2 separate regions of the Drosophila melanogaster genome follow, and region 1 is linked to region 2. The links are chromatin contacts, called in public Hi-C maps. All regions are on one chromosome and are shown on one strand. The core of a region is the stretch at or near the end of the contact, and the rest is flanking DNA. Distances in the headings are between cores, read along the strand shown.

Evidence for each region. Hi-C and Micro-C count contacts between places; a contact is called where the count stands out from the background.
Region 1: a Hi-C map of the Kc167 cell line shows a contact between it and region 2, with 2.7 times the contacts expected there. A contact is called at or near these places in 5 of 107 Hi-C or Micro-C datasets (the Clone 8 cell line, the Kc167 cell line, the OSC cell line and 1 more).

What each region holds. Positions count from the first base shown.
Region 1 is chr3R:12,125,756-12,131,108 of dm6, forward strand. It overlaps CG4702, which reads right to left and starts at 2,446. Exons shown (of 5, transcript NM_141899.4): 1 at 2,116-2,446.
Region 2 is chr3R:12,013,168-12,018,418 of dm6, forward strand. Spt3 reads left to right here and starts at 3,989. Exons shown (of 1, transcript NM_141889.4): 1 at 3,989-5,251. The coding sequence starts at 4,059. The coding sequence ends at 5,213. It overlaps DCAF12 (DDB1 and CUL4 associated factor 12), which reads right to left and starts at 3,864. Exons shown (of 4, transcript NM_001275566.1): 1 at 3,385-3,864; 2 at 2,761-3,315; 3 at 2,297-2,701; 4 at 1,776-2,232. The coding sequence starts at 3,651. The coding sequence ends at 2,080. GCC185 (GRIP and coiled-coil domain containing 185 kDa) reads left to right here. Exons shown (of 5, transcript NM_001104285.2): 3 at 1-1,092; 4 at 1,156-1,273; 5 at 1,337-1,892. The coding sequence ends at 1,419.

The DNA.
Region 1 (5,353 bases), core at 1,196-3,695, 110 kb after region 2:
CCGGGTTTCTGGACGGTCACGGACAGGTTTCCGGCTGAGAGAAACTCAGGCAGCCTCGAAAAATTCACATTTCACTTTCTTTTCGCCCAGAATCAAGCCAAGGTTTATTGACCAAGAAAAATAACACAAAATAAAAACTTAATTAAGTGCTTAAGCTCGGCAATTGCCTGCCGTCGAGTGCTTAACCTTAATTGGAATGCCCAGCGGCTTTCTAGCGAGTTTGTGCCTTAAGTCTTTCGTTTCCACTGACGCGGTGGTCAGCAACCCCTGACAGAAAACCGCTAACCAGCTGTCAATTGGCCAAAATGCGCAGTAACTGTGCTGCATTTTAATGTGAGCGGTGTCGATTGATTATTGAGTAAGACCCTAAGCCGTGATGCAATCCCAGGGCGGGATGAGCTATACAACGGTTCACTTTTTGCAGAGAAAACTTCTTCTGGAAAGTTTTACTGACCCCGAAACCCAGTCGGCAGTGGGCAAAATGACAAACAACTTAAGGCTGCACGAAAGCAGAACCAATTGCACTTGCAATTTCCACAGCCATTATGGTTATCAGTCAGCTGCATTTGATGGACAAATTGCAACTGCCATTGTTGAGCTTCGCTTTGTTTAATCCACAAATAGTAGTGCAGTTTTCTTAAGCAAAACACATTATCTAGCCTGCTTGGAATTGAAAACCGATTCAGTTTGGCTCGTATCCGAACGGACCAAACATAAACTGTATTAAACACGACTTAACAGCTCCAAAGAAAAACTTTCACCTCGCTCAGCCTGACAACGACAACCGCAAAATGCCAAAAGCAACAAACGGCGGTCAATGAATGAAAGTTAAAAAAAAAAAAAAAAAAAAAAAAACGAAAAATACTTGCTTCAAGGCAGAAAAAGGCAAAGAGTCTAGAAGTGCACACAAGGCGAATGGTTAAACAAAAAGCAGACAATTTTATCCTTTTTACAGGCAATTAAATAAATATATTTTCTATGGGAGTTGGCCAAAGTCTTGGCCAAAAGGCAGGCGTTAATTGGGCTATCCACAGCGGAGAGAGATATTCCGATTCCGAGACAGAGACAGAGACGGAACGAAGTCGGATACCCACATCGAATCAAGGCCACAGACAAAACGGCCGCAAGACTTCTCCACCTGAAAGTGGGGTGTGTGGCTGCCTTCTCCTGAGCACTCAAAACCAAAATTCTTTGGAGCGGCAGTCAACAGGCGCCCATTTGGGTCAGTGGGCGGCCATCATCGGTGCACGATGTGTTGGTTGTTTGACTTGAAAAGAACTTGGCTGAATGCACATCTCCGTGTGCGTGTGCATGGGCGTGTGTGTTTTTTTTTTGTGCCCGACGCACCTCATCGCACCTCGTCAACGAAATGGAAGGCCCCTCCCGGCTCGAAAGAGAACCCCCTGGTTTCGAACGCTTTGACATGTGCATGCCCCTCCGTCCAGTCGATGGGTTTCTGTTTGCTTTTTCATGCAAAGTTGTTAACTCGTTTAACAGAAAATCTCCTCTCTTTCCGCTACTGCCCGGCTGTTGCCTTTTTCATTGCTGGATTTATGCCCCGAGTTCTGTTATTTCTTTTTGGCCTGACCCAAATATTTGGCTCTTGCCATATAGCCCCAATTTGTTCGACAAACAAACGCACGACACGACTCGAGGCCAAATAGTGGCAGTCGATCAATTGTCAATAACTTTCTACTACGAAATTCTAGTTGAACGCACTGCAGTATTTGCGTTGCGAATTAGCCGTTGTTGTTTTCGGTGTTTAAATTGATTTATAGTTTTTTTTTTTTTTTATAATTTCTATCGATGTTGAAAATAATCTTTTTAACATACACTAAGTGGTGCACATTTTAGAAGAATGCCGTTTTTTTTACCCTACAACAATAAATATGCATGATTTGGGTTATGACTTGAAATATATACCAAATAAAACTTGAATGAAAACAATCTTTGTCAACAAAAATAAGTGTTTTCTGTGCATATATCTATCTTAATAAACGTTTGATTTTATCAATTTGCCCAGAAAAAACATTTATTTCGGTCATTGAATTAATGCCACTTCAATGGCACTAAAATGACTTCAATATCCTGTTTCCATTGAAACATTCCTCTTACCTGTCTATTTATCTGCAGTCTGTTAATTTGTCGAGCTCGAAGCAATTTAAATTTTAATTACAGCTGCAGCTGAGTTAGTTTGGCTGGTCGCACTAGAAAAAGTGCAGATTTCAGCACGCGATTGTCAAGCACACAATTCACTTAAAAATTCACCCAAAAACTTTGCACACGAAAATTGCTCTCTCTTTCTGAGACAGTCGGATCGATGGCAACTTTCTTTCGTTAATTTCGATTCGAGAGTGTTCGGCTTTAACTGGGCACTACAGCTGGTGGTTACTGGCTTTAAATGGAGGTGTTGCTGTGACGGCTGCTAAAGTTGTCTGAAACGGCGATCGCCTTGAACTTCAGCTTTTATAGCCTGACCCATTTTACCGTCTTCGCGATGGGCCTGGAATCGAACCGAAGAAATGCAGCCGCCGAGGCTCGAAGTCGAACATGTTGGAAGACGGCGATAGTTTCACACTTGTGAGTTGTCTCTAGAAAGAAGGTTATTTTAGCATACAAAGTTGTTACCATTTTAAGATCAGCTACAACTATATAAAACAATAAATATGAGACAGGTATATATAAAATATAATAATAATATTTGTAATAATAAAGGCATTACTTAACTTTTAAATAAAATAAATGTTAATTTCTCTATTCAGTAGTGCTGGCCAACTTACAAGCCCTGTGTATTTTTGAACGGAAATTGGCCAGATAAGCATCACTGATCGCATGCGTGTGGTGGCGCCTGCGCAGATGACAAACGAGGCTCGAACTTCAAAGTGCGGTTTGAGCTCGAACATGTTGTGGCTAGTCAGATCGCAGGTGTGACTTCGTGGACGCGATCCATCTTTTGCCTGTTGTGTTAACTCCGTTTTGTTTGCCATTACCTTAATGCGTTTATGGCCCATTGTTGTCTGCTGCCTGAAAAATGGGCGTTAACGGTTGGTGTTAATCTACCTGGTTGAACTGCCGTCAAGGTTTTCCATCTCATTTACATGTCGCTGGACAGTCGATCATGTTCCTTGATGTGGGTGCAGAGTTATTGTTCTACTGGGACCTTGACTAGGACAGCTCATCTTGAAATTGTTTTAAAAGATTCAGAAACAGAGTGATTCATTAGGCTTAAGCCGATTGCTTGGTCCAATCTCGAGTCAATGGTAAATTAGGAAACTTCTGGGCAAAGAAAACATTTCAGGGGATTGCCAAGAATAAAAGATGTGTTCTCTTTTTTTTTTTTTTTGCAAATTTAACTAAAAGTGGGTTCTCGTCCCCGTACAGCGACCACCACTTCTAAGAGCTCCTGCTGGCCAACTACACGTGCAAAAAAGTTAAGCCGTTCAGGCAAAAGTTTCCTGAGAATGTCTGCCAGACATCCAGTCGTCCGAAATCCCCCCCAAATCCTCTCCAGCCCAGAAAACGAGGCATTTGAACCCTTGCGAAATCAAATCGGAAAATAGAATTGGAACAACCAACGAAGGTTGCCATCTTGAAATGCAGTTGTATGTGTTTACATTTAGTTGTATTCGATTTGCATACCCGATTGGAATCGGGGCCGGGAATGGGAATGGTATTGGGACTGGGATGGCAAGTGGAAGGGAAGATGGAGCTGAGTTTCTGTGTATAGTCCACCCGTAAATCAATGCCAACTGTGCGGGCAATCAGCATTTGGGGAGAGACTCTTTTAACCCGTCCGAGTGGTTTATTAAGTGGTCTCCCAGCCGAGTCAAGTGCTTGTGTTCTGTTCTGTGTGGTTTGCTTATTGAATAAATGTGGTGGGATTTATGCAAATCCTTGCGATGCACTCCAAAAAACCCCCACACACTTGACCACTTGGGCATATGCCTAATGCGGCCATAATTGCTCCGCATTTGTTATCGCCGAGCGAGCTGACTTTGCATATCGGACAATTTCAGCTGTAGCCGGGATTCGGTGGGATTACCGATTTCCCGTTTAATTTATGTGCCCAGCTCGATTTTGTTTGCCAATTCCAATATTTGTGTTTACATTTGGCATTCTCATCCACTCCGCGCCATACCACTTGCCCCTCAATCACATTAGCCTAATGATTTCCCTGTCAACCGAGAGTGCAAATCAATGGAACCGGGGCAGCCGCAGACTAAACATGAAGCATAAATCAGCTTATCAAATCGGCATTCAGTAGTTCGGTTTATAATTTGTGCAGGCAACACACTATTTGGCATAAATGATGAATTGTTTGCGGAATATGGCGCTGGCCAACGAGTGAGACTGTGTGCCACTGCATGTTTGTTCGCGATGTGGTATTATCAGATAATTCCCAATGGAGTAACAGCCGGAAACAACTAATTTTGGGGGAATTTAGTTTAAAATAAAATTTTAATTCGGTGTATGAAGGGCGGTAAACATTGGCGGTCGATATCTCTCCTATCGAAACTCTCATAAATAAATATTCAACCAATATTTAACACTATGACATCGAAAAACAGACAATGGCCCAATGTTCGTGATTATTAAAAGCTTAAAAATTAGTAGATTATTTCCCATCTCGCACTGTGCGTATATTCCTACTTATTTTTAAAATTGCCTAAAAGCATTACAGTATTACAATTCAAGGAAGTGGAAACTTTTCCACCTTCATATTTAGCATAACACTGAACTTAAAGAAATCGAAACTCGACAACAATTAGGAAACAATTTAATTCAATTAGCAAGTTCTTTGGCCCCAAAATTCTGGGTCCAAATTAGCAAGCCAACCCGAAGTGAAATGGAAAAAAAGCTGACCCACATTTTGGGCGGTGGAGTGGAGCAGACAAACCGAAATCAAGGCATTAACAAAAGAAAAATACAGAGTAAAAAGTGGAGCGTCAACATCTAAATTGCTTGGGAAAGAAAGCGAAAGACTTAGTTGCACGCTTTTAGGCTGATGAAAATTTATGCACAGAACACCATGGGACTTTCCCCGATCATGATGTGTGTGCGCTGCGAGAGTCTACTAATATGAAATCAATAAATTGTAAGCATTTTTTTTTATTTTTTTTTATTGCCATCCCGGCCGTGAAGAAGCCTTCTGTGTTTTTATTTACTCGATTTGGTTGTTTTCTCCCCGCTCCTTTACATAAAGGATAAAGACGCCAAAAGACGATGATGCTGCTGTCCTAACTGAACCGGGTCCTGGCCTGGAATTGGGTCAATGGGTCCGCAAGGACAAAGTGGGCGCAAAATGTTCAACTGCATTCGATGTAAAATAAATTTACGCAACTTATTTTTAATG
Region 2 (5,251 bases), core at 2,739-5,238:
CAATACGAATCGAAGCTAAACACGGCCACCCAACAACTACTAAGCCAAACCCAGGAGCTGGAAATGCACCTGGCAGAGCAAAAGCGATTGGAGACGGCGCTTCGAAATGCGGAACGAGCTCTGGAGGACCTGCGAGTAGAGTACACCGAATACAAGTTGAAGGCACAGTCTGTGCTGCGCAAAAACCAAAATAAGGGCTCCAACCGCGAACAGGAGTTGGAAGAAGAGTTGGTTGCGCTTCGAGAGAGTGAACGCAATCTGCGCGCCAGCAACGATGGAAGAGCTGCCCGCCTGGCCCAGTTGGATAGTCAAATAGAGGAATTGCGACAGGATAACACTGATCTGCAAAAGCGTAGCAAAGAGCTCGTCTCTCTAGTTGACGAACTGCGTCAGCAAAACGACCTGCTGTCGCTAGAAAACCAACGCCAGTTGCAATTCCAACACGACCTGATGCAGCAGCATCGCCAGCAAGTTGATGAGCTGGACGCCGGGCACCAGTTGCAATTAACGCAGGTGCAGGAGCAACTGGAGGAAGCGCAAAAGATGCAAGCAAACGTCTCTCAGCATACCACTGCATCCGCCGCGAGCGTGGACACCAGTCCAGAGCAGGCAAAGATCGATTACTTGCTTATGGACCACGAAACAGGCTTGGATGGCCACGCTGGAGACGTCTCTCTGGCCCAACTGGCTGCTCAGCGAAAGATATCTACTGCCTCGAGACGTTCCCACGACTTCATGCCGCTTGACGAGCTGCTCAACACATCAATGAACCAAATAACCAGCGATACCGTGACTACCATCTCTAATTTCGGACGCAGCGTTTCGCAGCAGGAGGACGAGGAAGCGGAAATGGCCGCACGGGGAGACTTTTCCGTCCAAAGTGCCCAGCTTCAGGCCACAAAAGAACGCCTAAGCATCCAGGAAAGTCGTGTCAAGCACTTGACTGCCCTGTTGGCCGAAAACGAACAGGATTTGGCTAAACTGACCCAAATGAACGACATGCTCAAGGAAGAATTGCGCCGCCAAGAGCGCTCCGAGGAACGTGAACAACACATGCACAACTCCGAGTACTTGAAGAACGTCTTCTTAAAGGTGAGATCAGGAACGCAATAACTATATCCACGGGCTTAATCTATTTACTTTATAAACTTGCAGTTCCTTACGTTAAACAATGTCGATGAGCGGCAGCGCTTGGTTCCCGTGCTAAATACCATTCTCCGCCTGAGTCGCAACGAAATGGAAATGCTGAACTGTGTGGCCAAGGGACAGAAAGGTAACTACTAGCAGAAAAATTTAAATTTTAGTATGGTTTCTTGTATTAAGATATTGCTTTTAGTTTCTGCAGATGGTAGCAGTCGCAGCTGGACGGGATTCCTCACTGCGTGGAGTGGAGGAGGCAGTCCCAATAATAACAACTAGCGAACATCATAGGATATATAATATATAAATATTCGTCTTGTTGGATGCGGATAGTCGTCAGTCGTTGGGCAGTTGCATAGCATTCATTCTGTAAATCTTGTACAATTTCCCTTTTATATATAATGTATTTTAAAATTGCTCGTTGCTGTTTGGCACATCGTACTTTGTACACTCTTGTAATTTGTCCACACCCGTTGTGTTGAGTGCCCTATACAGCACCACCGGCAATATGCGCGTTGTAGATTGAAGAAAGCCTTTGCATATATTTAAAAACAATGTTTTTCAATGGTTTGTTTAATTTGAAATTCTATTACCATATAGATCAGACTATAAATCAGATGCATTGTCTATAAATTAGTATTCCATTATTTGTATTGTATGTACTATATATAAATAGGATCGGTATTTATGCTTACATTTACACTTTTAAACGGTGTATATTGTTTACACACAATATAAAATATCATTAACATAAATCTTACATAAATTTCATTAAAACCAAAAGTGAGTAATCAAGTTAAATAAAAATTCTGTCTTGGCGGAATACATATGCAGGTGAACGATTTGAATCGAAATGCGCCAAAAGATTAAAGATCACAAGTCGAATAACTACTTAAATACTAATCAGTATTGTGAGCCCGGATCGGATCCTATGCCAATCTATTGCCAAACGCCCGCATAGTTGCCCACCAAAGTCGCCGGCAGTGGTCCTCCTGCAGCGAAGAGGCGCATCCTAGTGCTGTCATAGCAGTGGGTGTAGATGGCGGGCACATACTTCACCTGCTGGAAGCCATCCATCTCATCCTCCGGATACTGAAATGTACAAAACAGTTAGGTGAATTGGTGTATTTTGTGGAACTGTAACCTCTTCACTTACCACAATTCCTTTGCTGCACTTGAGTGCGACTGTGCGCGAGGCATTCACACTGCTCTCCAAATACTTTCCGGCTCGAATGTCGTAGAATAGGAGCATGCCCAGACCCGTGCCAACGGTGAGCAGGTTACCTTCGAACGAAGTCGCCCGTATACCGCAGCCACTGTATCGAGATGTGATCTTCTTAATGGTTTGAAGGGTTCGGGCGTCCAAAAGGATGGTATAGGAACGGCATCCAACGGCATAAAGGCCGTCGCTGTGGTAGGCGATGCTCACGTTGTCCTGGCAGTTTGGCAGCTTTCGTGAGAGTGTCTGCTTGAAGGTCTCCGCATTGAAGATGTGAATGTATCCGTTCAGCGAGAGGGCGGCGATCTCCTTAAACTCCTTGTTGAAGCAAAGAGATCGAATCTGTAAAAGATCTTATTGATAAAATGGTTCTTTGATTTGATTTGCATTCATAAGCTCACCCTCTGGGCAGTGCGAACTTCCTTGACACTAAGGGGGTGGATGGTTGCGAATGTGGGACACGCTTCCTCGCCGCCATCTGGAAACTCCATGTGATCCTCGTTGATGCGCCACAGAGCCATGCGCGAGTCCTTCGATCCGGACACAAGAAACTGGTCATCCAGCCAGCACATGCCCATTATAAGGTCGCGGTGCCCACCCTCGCCCACACAGACGGGATCCAGCGTAGGCAGTCGGTAAACAGCAATATCGGAGGAGTTGCGCGCACCGGTGGCTAGGAAGGATCGGCTGGGCGACAGCTCGATGGCATGCAGGCCACCCTGGACCTCAGGATGGTTTGCCCGGCTATTTGAGAGCGTTGGGATGGCGTCCACCCGGCGCATGTTCACATCGTAGACGAGCAGTTTATTGCACTTGGTCCCGAAAACCACTTGTCGACTGCTCAGCCACTTGGAGCAGAAGACCTTGTTGATGTAGCCCAGACTAATCTGCGTCTCGCGCAGCATGTCGTGGGTTAGCACATAGCGGCTGGTGTACTCCACATTGACACTGCGACGCTGCAGAGGATGGTGGGACAAAGTTCACGTTAGCAATGCAAGTGGTGCGACTTCACAACATATACCCACATCTCGGAGTCCACTCTCCCGGCTGCGCAGGTAGTCGCACAGGTTGTAGGATGTGTTCAGGACCTCCTCCTGCTGTTGGGGCGTCTCCTCGTCGCTGCCGGAATCCTCGTAAGTAACAAAGTCGTCTGGTTTGTCCGGTTTTCGTCTACGCTCCTGTCGCATCGCCCGCTGCTTGGCCCTGCGCTCCTCCAGCCGCGAGGATACGTGGCAGGACGGATAGGTGCCCACGACGCTGTCGCGGATGGTTCTCACCATCCCGTTGAACATCTTAAGGTAATTGTTTAATCCGATTTGTTGTCTTTTGCTTTACGGGTTATCATCCGCAAACAAAAATGGTGGTGCGTAGACTACAGTGGAACTACTGGTTCGGAACTGAAGTTTGCTGAACCGATTGTTTTGCATTTAATGCAGAGATACAAATTAAGGGAAATAAAAATACAAGTGTTGACATTTTTCTATTTGGCACAATACTCGGCCGCTCTGGTTACCTGAATATATATATATATATAATAATATATATATAATATACAGTATTTATATAAAGTCGGATGTCGCACAAATGCGTTACACTATCGTTCATCCCTAACGATAGGCCATCGCTTTCACAAAGGGTTTTATCTATTCTCACGAAATCAGCTGTTGCGATTGAAGTGGTGACTTTGTTTGTAAATAAAATGAACTACAACGCCAAGCGAGTAATGCGACAGAACTCGGTTTGCGTGGGTTCCAACGACATGGCAGCGTCGCCGATAATGATTGGACCTGCCCCGCCCTCGGCGCCCAGCACGCCGCAACTGCAGACCACCGAGGACATCAAGCCACTGCTTGTGCAGCGCCAAGTGATTCTGCTGCAAAGTGGAAGCATACCGACGAATCCCTCGCCACAGCAGATCAACCTAGCTGGACATAATGTAGCCGGTGGTGCCAGCGGGAGCAACGTTGCCAACGTTCTCATTCCGGATGATGCACCTGTCTCACTGCTCACAGAGATTGCGGATATCATGCGAAGCTTCGGCGACAGCGATCAGCCCAGGACGGGAAGTGTCAAGCTGGTGGAGCAGATCCTGCAGCAGCAGCTGCGCGGCATCTTCAATGAGGCTTCGCTGGTGGCCATGCGGCGGAAACAGAATCCCTGCCCGTCGCAGGCGGACTTTGAGTTCCTGATGCGCAACCATCCGGTGAAGATAGCTCGGATGCGAAAGCACCTCAAGGATATGCGCATACTCAAAAGGTTCCTTAGTATCCGCACGGGAAGGCCGCAGGACTTCATGGACGACTTGGAGCAGCAGGAGGAGGACGAGGAGCTGGCCATCGATGTGTACGAGCTACACGACGAGGACCGAATGCGAAGATTATTCCGCGCAGATCGGATATCGCAGATCCTTACGGGCCAGCAATACCTGGAGTTCAATGAGGCGCGCAAGACGTCATTCTACTGCCGCCATGGGGAGAAGATCAAGAACAAGTTCCGCCGCTTTCTGGACCTGCCCGCGGACCTTCGCATCCCAACGCCGACAATGAACATTTTGGCCTATCTGGCGCATGAGACCATTGCCGCCATTGTCGACTATTCGATCCTGACGCGCCTGAACTCGGACAACCGTGCGACCGAGCCCTACAGCCGAGTGACCTCCGCCGGAGGCAGTCCGGCTATGATGCACGTCTGTCCGGAGGTCACACAGGGTCGCGGCATGGAGGTGGTCAAGCCAATCAGTGTACCGGAGATCCACGAGGCCATGCGCCGTTTCCGGCAAATGAGCAGCCGTAAGATTGGGCGGTATCGCAACTCTTGCGACATCGATTTCCGGCGCAGTTTTCTAGCCATTTAAGTTTTAATGATCTTAATATCCTCGCCTATTTTTATTTG